Linked DNA regions of Mus musculus: regions 1 and 2 are each linked to region 3. A link is a contact called in public promoter capture Hi-C data. All regions are on one chromosome and are shown on one strand. Each heading gives the region's core, a stretch centred on a gene start, on an enhancer-like site or on the middle of the called end of the contact. The rest is flanking DNA. Distances are from core to core; before and after follow the strand shown. Region 1 holds the start of Rsbn1 (rosbin, round spermatid basic protein 1). Region 2 holds the start of Hipk1 (homeodomain interacting protein kinase 1). Region 3 holds the start of Wnt2b (wingless-type MMTV integration site family, member 2B).

Region 1 (2,897 bases), core at 88-2,587, 1.0 Mb after region 3:
TCAGAAAGGGAGGTTTTAGTACCCCACCTACTAATCCGATGCCAAGCACTGCGCGGCGCGGAAACCCTGCCGAATTTGAAAATAAATGTTGCAAAGGCTCCGGGGGAACTGCAAACAGGGATGGAAACTGACAGCTCGGCCTCAGAGAGAAGCCTCAAGTAGGTCAAACTGTGGCAACCGCCTGCAATCCCGAGTCCACTCCAGTGGGCTCAGGGGAGTAGAGCGGCGTCTTTCAGTCCTAAAGGGGCGGGATATGGGCACTGAGACCTACAGCCCGAGCCCCAGCGGTTCGCCTGCTCTCACCTCTCTTGGGGGCCTTGATCAGAGGCACCCCTCCGCTCCTTTCGCCGTTTTCCTGCTTGTCCTTGTGCTTGAGATCGCCCGGAACGCAGGCGCCGGGGTCACCATCGGAGCCGCGGTGGTGATGGTGCTTGTGCCGCTCCTTGTGGCCCTTATGCTTGGGCCCGGCCGCGCTCACCGTCAGAGGCGAGAAGGTGAAGAGGGCCGAGGTGCCCGGGGCCGGGAGCGGGGCAGCGACAGTGGGCCCGGCGGGTGCCAGCGACGGTGGCGGCGGAGGCGGCAGGAGCAGAGGTTCAACAGGGCCCGGGACGGTTGGGGCGGCATTCGTTGGAGGCAGCGGCCCGGGATGTTGGCGGCTACGACGCCGCCGATGAGGGGGAGCGAGAGGGGGGTCCTGGCTCGGCCGCCCCCGCTTCTCCTGAGAACCCCCGCTGCTCGCCCGGCGCTGCCGCTTCACTCCCCGCGGCGAAACCCCAACATGGGGTTTCTCCTTCCCTTCTTTGTCCGGCTCCTCCTGCGCCGCCACCGCCCGTACTACGCGAACCGCTCCGACCTGCGCAGCCATTTCACCCACAAACACACATTTAAATGGCCCGACCGCCCCCCCGTCCGCGGTTCGCGCAAGCGCTGCCCGCGCATGGCCCGCTGGGCATTGGAGTCTCTCCCCCACCCTCCACTGATCGGTCGTTCTCGTAGACCTGAACATGCCGGAAACGGCAGTTCCGACACCTCTCCGCAGACCTCGCCAACCGAGCTTCTATTGTAAAGCACCCTGGACGCGCAAGGCCTTGCGGGAGTTGTAGTTCCACCGCCCTTCGCGTTCTTCCCCCTCCCCCTCCGCCCCCACTTTGCTCTCTGAGTGGAGGAGCGGAGGGGAGCGTGCGCCTAGGCACGCTTCGGGGTGCCACGCAACTGCCGCCCTCCGGCGAGTTGCCGCCAACCGCCCTAACCGCCCAAACAATGTTAATAGCTTTCAGAGTCTCGCCGTGTGTTCAGGCGCTCCACTTCCAGTGTTCCTCCTTCATCTTGCCCGGAGGTGGTCTCCATAGTGACTTTTCAATTTCGTATTTCTCCCCATAGCCTTTGTGAGGTAAAAGAATCTCCAGTTTACCCTTGACAAACCAGGAGGAAAAGAATTTCGGAATATGTAAAACGACGGTTTCGCTGTAGAACATTGTAAAGCTGCTATTCAGAAAAGAAAAAAAAAATTTTTTTGAAGCATTTCCTATAGCACTGCTGTGGCGACCGCTGCAGGCTCAAGGCAGGTGCAAATGTTGCCTTAGGCGTTCCCTGAGCGCAGCTCCGCCTTGCCAGAGTCACTTTTCCCTCCAATTCTTGGAAAGGTAGAATCCAGCATTTTTGTTGAACATACAGCTATAGTTAACAACAAAAAAAAATGTCTCGATAGAAATTTTTAATTTTTTTTCAACCCATACATATAAATTTGCAAATGTGAAAAGCGCTGTCAACCTGACACTGTTCGCCAGGAGATGGTGTTTACTCAGAAATCCGTTTTGAGTTTCATTACTTTAGCTTTTTACCTAGAATTGCATTTAAGTCCTTGAGAAAGCTATTTGGAAATAACCGACTACAATGATGTACTAGGCATATAAAAGACACTGTGGTTTAACACCACTAGTTCCCAGAGAAGTAACTTAGGCTGAGTGAACTTCTGTAATAAAAGTTATCGTTTAAAATAGAGAAGTTCTTGAACACCTACTGGGTATACATTGTACTACAATAAACAAGTAACAATACAGGTCAATTTGCCCTAGCATTTGGGTTTCCCAACAAAAAGTATTAAAGCGCAAATAATACTGTTGCTAGGCTGTATTTTCATAAGTAAAAATATTAAACTGATAGGGAAAGTAAAGCCAACCCTTTACAATAATAAAGAGCCATTAAATTATTTACTGTATAAAACTAGATTTGAAATATAATTTACTTAGAAGAATCCATAGTCATATAGAAATACATTTTCAAATCACCAGTACCTTTAAATGGTTGTGAACATAAATTCGTTTTATGTGGACACGTTTATCTATAGGGCCTTTTCTATGAAGAACACACTATCAAAAAAGAAAGTTAAAGTGCTAACAAAAAGTAACCGCTGTTGATTTTTTTTTCTTGAATTGGTAAGTGAATAACTGGGTAAACATACATACAGTTGGACACCTCATAGCAATACAGAAGTGATCACTGCCGTTATTTGTACATCATCTTTCCTTCTTTTACGCAACAATTGGGGAAATTGAGGAGATACACTCCGTTTAGACATTTAGTCATTTTCACAAGCAGTACTGCAAGCACAAAGGAAGGAGTGCTTTGTTTTCTAACTAAAACCTTTAGTCAGTCGTGATGGAGCACGCTTGCAATAGCAGCGGTCTGCAGCTTGGAGAAGGATCAATAGTTTGAGGCCAGCCTAGGGCTGCATAGCAAAATCTATTTTTTAAAGTTATTTTTAATATTAAGGCAGTGTATAAATTTAGTTGAAGGGTCGGAGAGACAACTCAGATGGTGAATTAAGTGCGTTTAACTACTTTTGCAGAGGACCCTGGTTTAGAACCCACGTAGCAAGTCACAACCTGTTATTCCAA
Region 2 (2,846 bases), core at 175-2,674, 1.2 Mb after region 3:
GAACATTTTGCTAACCCTGGCTCTCCAGGGAAATGAACTTCCTCCCCATTCCCAATGTTAAGAGGAGAAACTCAAACGACTTTCCTTAAAAGGTATGATAGGATAGCCTAGAAAACATTTTGTTAGGTGAAGATCCAAAGAAATCATGGATGTATGAGTGAGGACTGAAAAATATAACTGATAGAAAGGCCTCTCCTAGACCTGCTCTCTGCTCACAGGACACAGGTAAAAATCTATGGTGGTGGATAGTCAGTTAGGGGTTCAGACTGTTCTTGTAAGAAAGAACACATTTTCCATCTCCTCCTCTTTCTTTTTTTTTTTTTTTTTTTTTTTTGGTTTTCAGAGACAGGGTTTCTCTGTGTAGCCCTGGCTGTCCTGGAACTCACTCTGTAGACCAGGCTGGCCTCGAACTCAGAAATCCCGCCTGTCTCTGCCTCCCAAGTGCTGGGATTAAAGGCGTGCGCCACCACTGCCCGGCACTCCTCTTTCTTTTAGGTAGGGCCTCTCTATGTAGATCAAGTTGACAAACTCACAAGAGATCCATCTGCCTCTCCTTCCAGAATCTTGGGTTTAAAGGCATGAATCCTGGGTTTAAAGGCACGTACCATCCTACCTTACTCTTATAAATACTCGACTCCAAGAAATGTTTCTCATTTTAAGAACCAACATTTTACAGCGCGGAAGGCATATCAAGTCCCACAGAATCTCTTGAGGCTGAGTTGGCAACTGTCTACTAAGATAACCTAGTTTTCAGGGTCATTTTTCTTAAACATTATGCCAGGTCCACTTTCCGGAATCCACCGCCTTTCTACCCTTCGTGGAGGTAAGACAATTTTTGTTTACTGCATGCATGGAGGAGCTGAGTTCGGATATTTTATTTCCTAACAGATTCTACGGTGGGAGCGCTTCAGCACAGGGAGGCATCTAAATCCCTTATGCTGCCCTGAAATCGACATGGCAGCAAACAATTTAAGTAAAAACTGAGAATTCTAAACCCTCAGAGTCATCCCCAGGTAGTCAATGTCTCCCTGCGCTGCCCAATCGCTGGGATGTGATTGGGATGTTGGGGGAAAATCACACTGGTTTGGGGTGATGTCACACTAGCTGAGATGACATCTAACTGTAAGAAACCCGACCGCCACCAAACGCCGGTTAAACGACCTCGGAGACTGCTGTGCGGAGAGGACTGGGAAACCGGTCCCCACACACTGTCCACGCTGGCTCCCCACGGAGGCCCACCCACACCCGCGGCCCGGGGCAAGATGCAGTGATCTCAGCCCTCCCGCTCCTCCGCACTTCCGCCTCAGTAGGTGTCATGGCGCTAGGTGGCTGAATGGTTCCGGCGAGGCGGGGCCGGCGGGATGGAGGCGGTCGCTCGGGGCTCCACTTGTCGGGTCTGGTGACAACGGCGGCTGCGGAGCGAAGGGCCGGGCCGTGGCCCCGGACCGCAGGGGAGGCCGAGGCGGGAGCGCTCGGCGCTGAGGCGGCGGCGGCGGGAAGGGGCCGGGTGGCAGGGCAGGCGGGAGGCTGGCGAGGCTCCGGCCGCAGGACGGGCGCGGGGACGGCTCCGGGGGGCGGGGGCCGGGGCCGGGGCCGGCTCGTGCGGGGGGTATGATGACCCGGCTGCGGGGCCCCGGATCGCCTCTCCTCCGCCGCCTCCTCGCGGCGGCCCCGACTCGAGGCTGAGAACTACACACACCGGCGGTGAGTCAGGCTCGGCGAGGGGCTGGGGTCGTGGACTTTGGGAGTCGGCGCCCCGAGGTGGGACGGAGCGAGCCGCAGACTCCCTTGGGTAGCCGGCTTGCTTGGGGTGCCTCTCTCGCCAGGCCCCGCGCGGCCCTAGGCGCCTGGTCGCGAGCGGCCAGGCGCGACTGCGTGCCGGAGAAAATGGGCAGCTCCCCCTGCCTCCTGCCTTTCCCTCCAGATCGTGTTGTCCTCAGGTGACAGGGGTCCGTCTGGCATCTCCCCACCGTACAGATCTCCACCCCAACCGCGGACTGCGGTGGCAGGTTCTTGTGCTTGTGCGTGTGCATGTCACCCCACTCCCTGTAGCTGTAGTTTGGGCGTATTGGTGCCTTTGGGGACCGGGAAACCGCATCTAGAGTAAATCGTGGTGGTCGGGCTGGTATGGAAGCTTTTCTGTTCTCTTGGTTCATGTTCTGTAGTCTTTGAGTATGTAATTTGTGATGGTGGTAACGCTGTGTGGGGACCAGCCCACCTATATGTTTATCTCTGCAAGGCAAAGCTAGAGGTCTAAACTTTTGCAGTCCGTCGTCGCCTTTAAAGCCAAGAACAACAAAATCCAAAACATTAAAAGATGGAAACAACCAAAAGCCTTTGGGTAGGACCCACACTATAAACAGCTCTGTAGGGCAGCGTCCCCCTTTTGTGCTTGGCAACCGAGACCTAAAAACTTGGTCTCTAGGAGCGTTGGTCTAACCTCCAGTTTGTTGTGGTGACGAACCGTGAGCAATGGCCTGTGTGTTTATGCTGGGCGCGTTTTCTTTCCTGTTTGGGAATGGGTACTGGAACGGGAAGCCGGAGAGGGGGTGGGGGCAAGCTCCAGTAAGTGAATCTTTTCTCTACATAACCAGTGACTCAGTTGTGGATACTCATAAGATGCGCATTCTTGTCTCTTTGGTGACACTTTGAGAATTCTCAGTAGTGTAGTGCAGCCACAAACAAGAGTTTCAAATGTAGACTCCGTTGCCCCAGTCCGCTCTTTATCTTGTTTCCTAGTAACTGATGAAAACAGCAGCATGGCTTCCTGCTGTAGACGGAGTGGGGTTAAATTAAGTGGCGGATGGCCTCAGCAAAACCTACAATTTTGCTCTTGTTTGTGTAAA
Region 3 (2,816 bases), core at 218-2,717:
TCTTACCACAGAAACTGCAGGCAGAGGACTGAGTTGAGGGGAGAGAGGATGAACGCCCCTCTGAATTGTTCTCTCTTCTCTGTCTCTGAGATGTCTGCAGCCAGCTGTACCCTGTCCTTCACACTCTGGCATCTCTAACACCCCCACCAAACACGGACTGACAGTGAGTTTGGGGTTAAGGTGGGTGGGCAGTGGCCAGCGTGATGTTTACATCAGAACTATATAGTTTAGATAAAATCACGAGGAGAGGCATGAAAAACAACCTGGGAATGGGAGGCTGGGCAGGAGAAACTGAGGCTGAAGGAGTTAGGCCAGACCTCAGAGGAAGTCTCCAGTTGAAAGGCTCCATCTGGGCTTTAAAGAACTTTTGTGTTTCAGTAAGGATCATTGTGCCCCTATGGAGCTTCAACTTCACACATAGGGAAGTGAGAGCCCGTTGGGGGTCGGGGGTGGGGCATACAAAAGGAGCAAGGTATCCTTTCAACCCTCTTCCCAACTACCCTACCCCACCTCCCCGACTCTGCGGGACTGAGGGACCAGTGGAGAGGAAGAAGGGTGGAAAGGGAGGGGGGAGAAAAGGCACCAGGGCTTCCACCCTCTCCGCAGGACCCCCACCCCGGCCTCTGGTGCGGGAAAGCAGCCCAGCTGTTTCTGATTCTTTCCCAGTCGCAGCTCCGCCCGAGGGGGTGGGGGACGGAGATACTGGGAGAGACCGAGCTCTGCCGAGCCCTGGCCAGCCGTCAGGGCACCGGCAGGCGGCTGCGTCCCGCCCGCAGGTGTGTTTCTTGGGTGGCTGCGCTGCCCTGAGTTGGGGAAAGCACCAAGGTGGACAAGACTCTCAACGACGGGCGGGACGAGAGTGGGTGGGAGAAGCGGTGGGCGGGGTGGAGGGAACGTTGAGTCCTTCTTGAGAGGGTCCGCCGCCCGAGGCCGGTTGCCTACGGTGGTACCCCTGAGGGCAGTGTGGCCAAAGGAGTCCCACTATCCCGCAACTCTTGCTGGCCGGGTGTCTACCAGTTTCCTAGAAGCGCAAGGATGGGAGGACCAAGAGAAAGTGCATCTTCTGTACTTAAAGAACTGGAAGTGTCCGCAACCCTCTCCACGTCTCTCCCTCGCCACACACACCGTGTGCTCCTTGCCATCAAACGCAGTGGTCCGCGTTGCTGAGTGAAGGGCGCTAGGACCCGGTGGCGTGGCGTGGCGTCGGTAGGGACAGGGGGCTGCAGGCAGGGAAGAGCCCCGTCGCGGGTGGCCAGAGCAGGTGGGGACGCGGCGCGGTGGCGCCCCGTAGAACGGAGGGGAGGAGGCGGCCGCCACACCTAGGGCGCCGGGGAGCACCCGGGCTGGCGCGGGCGGAGCCGCGCTGAAGGCCGCGCGTGTCCCCGGCCCCGCCCCGCCCCGTCCAATGAGAGCTGCGGCCGCAGGGGCTGTCGGCGCGCTCTGGCCCCCGCCGCACTCCGCGCCCCGGAGCCACTGACACCGCACCCGACCGCCCACACCCGGCTCAGCGCTCGTCGGTCTCCTGGCCCTGCACGCTCTTGGGAACCCTGCGTCTGGCTCCCGGGCTCCACGTGCCTTGAGGTCCTCGGTCGCCCATGGTCCCCATGGCCACTCTGTGGGGCGATCTAGGAGACGCCTGAGGAAGCCCAGACAGTGCCCGTCCACGGCCCTGCGGGCTTCGGGGCGGGAGTCTGCGGGGAGCTATGCTGAAGCTGCAGGGTGAGGATGAAGCCGCGCAGCTCGCCCCTCGGCGTGCCCGCGTCCCCGTGCCCAGACCCACGGCCCCCGACGTGTCCCCATCTTCCGCCCGCCTGGGTCTTGCCTGCCTGCTGCTGCTGCTACTCCTGACTCTGCCGGCCCGTGTAGACACGTCCTGGTGGTAAGTATGGTTCTGGGGTTGGTAGGCTTACTGGAACGAGTGCATTGCTCTGGGCATCGGCTGCTTAGGCACCAGAATTGCCTAGGAGGAATTAGAGGAAGGACACAGTCCCAGAAGTTTCCAGTGGCCAGTGAGGAGTTGGAGAAAATGAGGCGCTGGAGAGGAGAGCCCTGGGCATCTGGAAGGAGGGAGCTGATGGTTGAAGTCCCCTAGGCTGCCCCATTGTGCCCCTTGGTATTTCTACTGAAACCTCTACCGCAGAAGCTACTTGGTGATTCTCTCTCAGGGTGGGAACTAGTCGCCTCTCCACATCCTGCAGTGTCTGTTTGGCATGGTCATGGTCTTCAAAAAACCTTACACCACCTAAGAGCCCTTGGAGACACGAGTAGGGGGGGCAGCTGGCTGTCCCCCACATCCCTCTGCTAGTCTAGCCCACACAACGAGCCAGTAGCATCCACGGAAAGGCTTAGAAGTGAAATTGAGGCACAAACTTCCCCTAATGCCCACAACCGAAACAAATTAAATCCTTGGGGTTGCATAACGCAGGCGTTTGTCACCAGCCTTGGCTTTGAGGGTGTAATTTGGAACACCGATGCCCCCTTTTGCTTTCCTGTCCCAGATAACATAACCTCCCGCCTTTCCTCCCCAAGCCCCAGGGGCTTCTAGAGTCTCAAGAGTTGTGAGACCCTCTCTTCAGATCTCTTCCTGCAGGCCTTAATCTTCAGACACTTCCAAAGGGCAGATGAGGCAAAAGGCGTCCAGGATCCACCGGATGCCTGCTGTGTTCTTTGTAGAATTCCCGACCCGGCCCCAGGACTCCTTCATCCCCCTTTGGATACGCATCCTCTTTCCAGGAAGGGCAAGGAGGGTAGAATCGGACTGCAAAAAGATTCGGATGGCTCATCCTTCCTCCTCACCTCTCCAGTCGAACTGGCCT

Evidence for each region. Promoter capture Hi-C pulls out the DNA fragments that hold promoters and counts their contacts.
Region 1: a promoter capture Hi-C map of second pharyngeal arch cranial neural crest shows a contact between it and region 3. The contact joins the promoter of Rsbn1 here to the promoter of Wnt2b in region 3. A contact is called at or near these places in 4 of 39 promoter capture datasets (cranial neural crest, liver, maxillary cranial neural crest and 1 more).
Region 2: a promoter capture Hi-C map of cranial neural crest shows a contact between it and region 3. The contact joins the promoter of Hipk1 here to the promoter of Wnt2b in region 3. A contact is called at or near these places in 2 of 39 promoter capture datasets (cranial neural crest and hippocampal neurons).

What each region holds. Positions count from the first base shown.
Region 1 is chr3:103,912,560-103,915,456 of GRCm38.p6, reverse strand. Rsbn1 (rosbin, round spermatid basic protein 1) reads right to left here and starts at 1,337. Exons shown (of 8, transcript NM_001356556.1): 1 at 304-1,337. The coding sequence starts at 1,006.
Region 2 is chr3:103,789,853-103,792,698 of GRCm38.p6, reverse strand. It overlaps Hipk1 (homeodomain interacting protein kinase 1), which reads left to right and starts at 1,424. Exons shown (of 16, transcript NM_010432.2): 1 at 1,424-1,704.
Region 3 is chr3:104,960,360-104,963,175 of GRCm38.p6, reverse strand. It overlaps Wnt2b (wingless-type MMTV integration site family, member 2B), which reads left to right and starts at 1,467. Exons shown (of 5, transcript NM_009520.3): 1 at 1,467-1,879. The coding sequence starts at 1,704.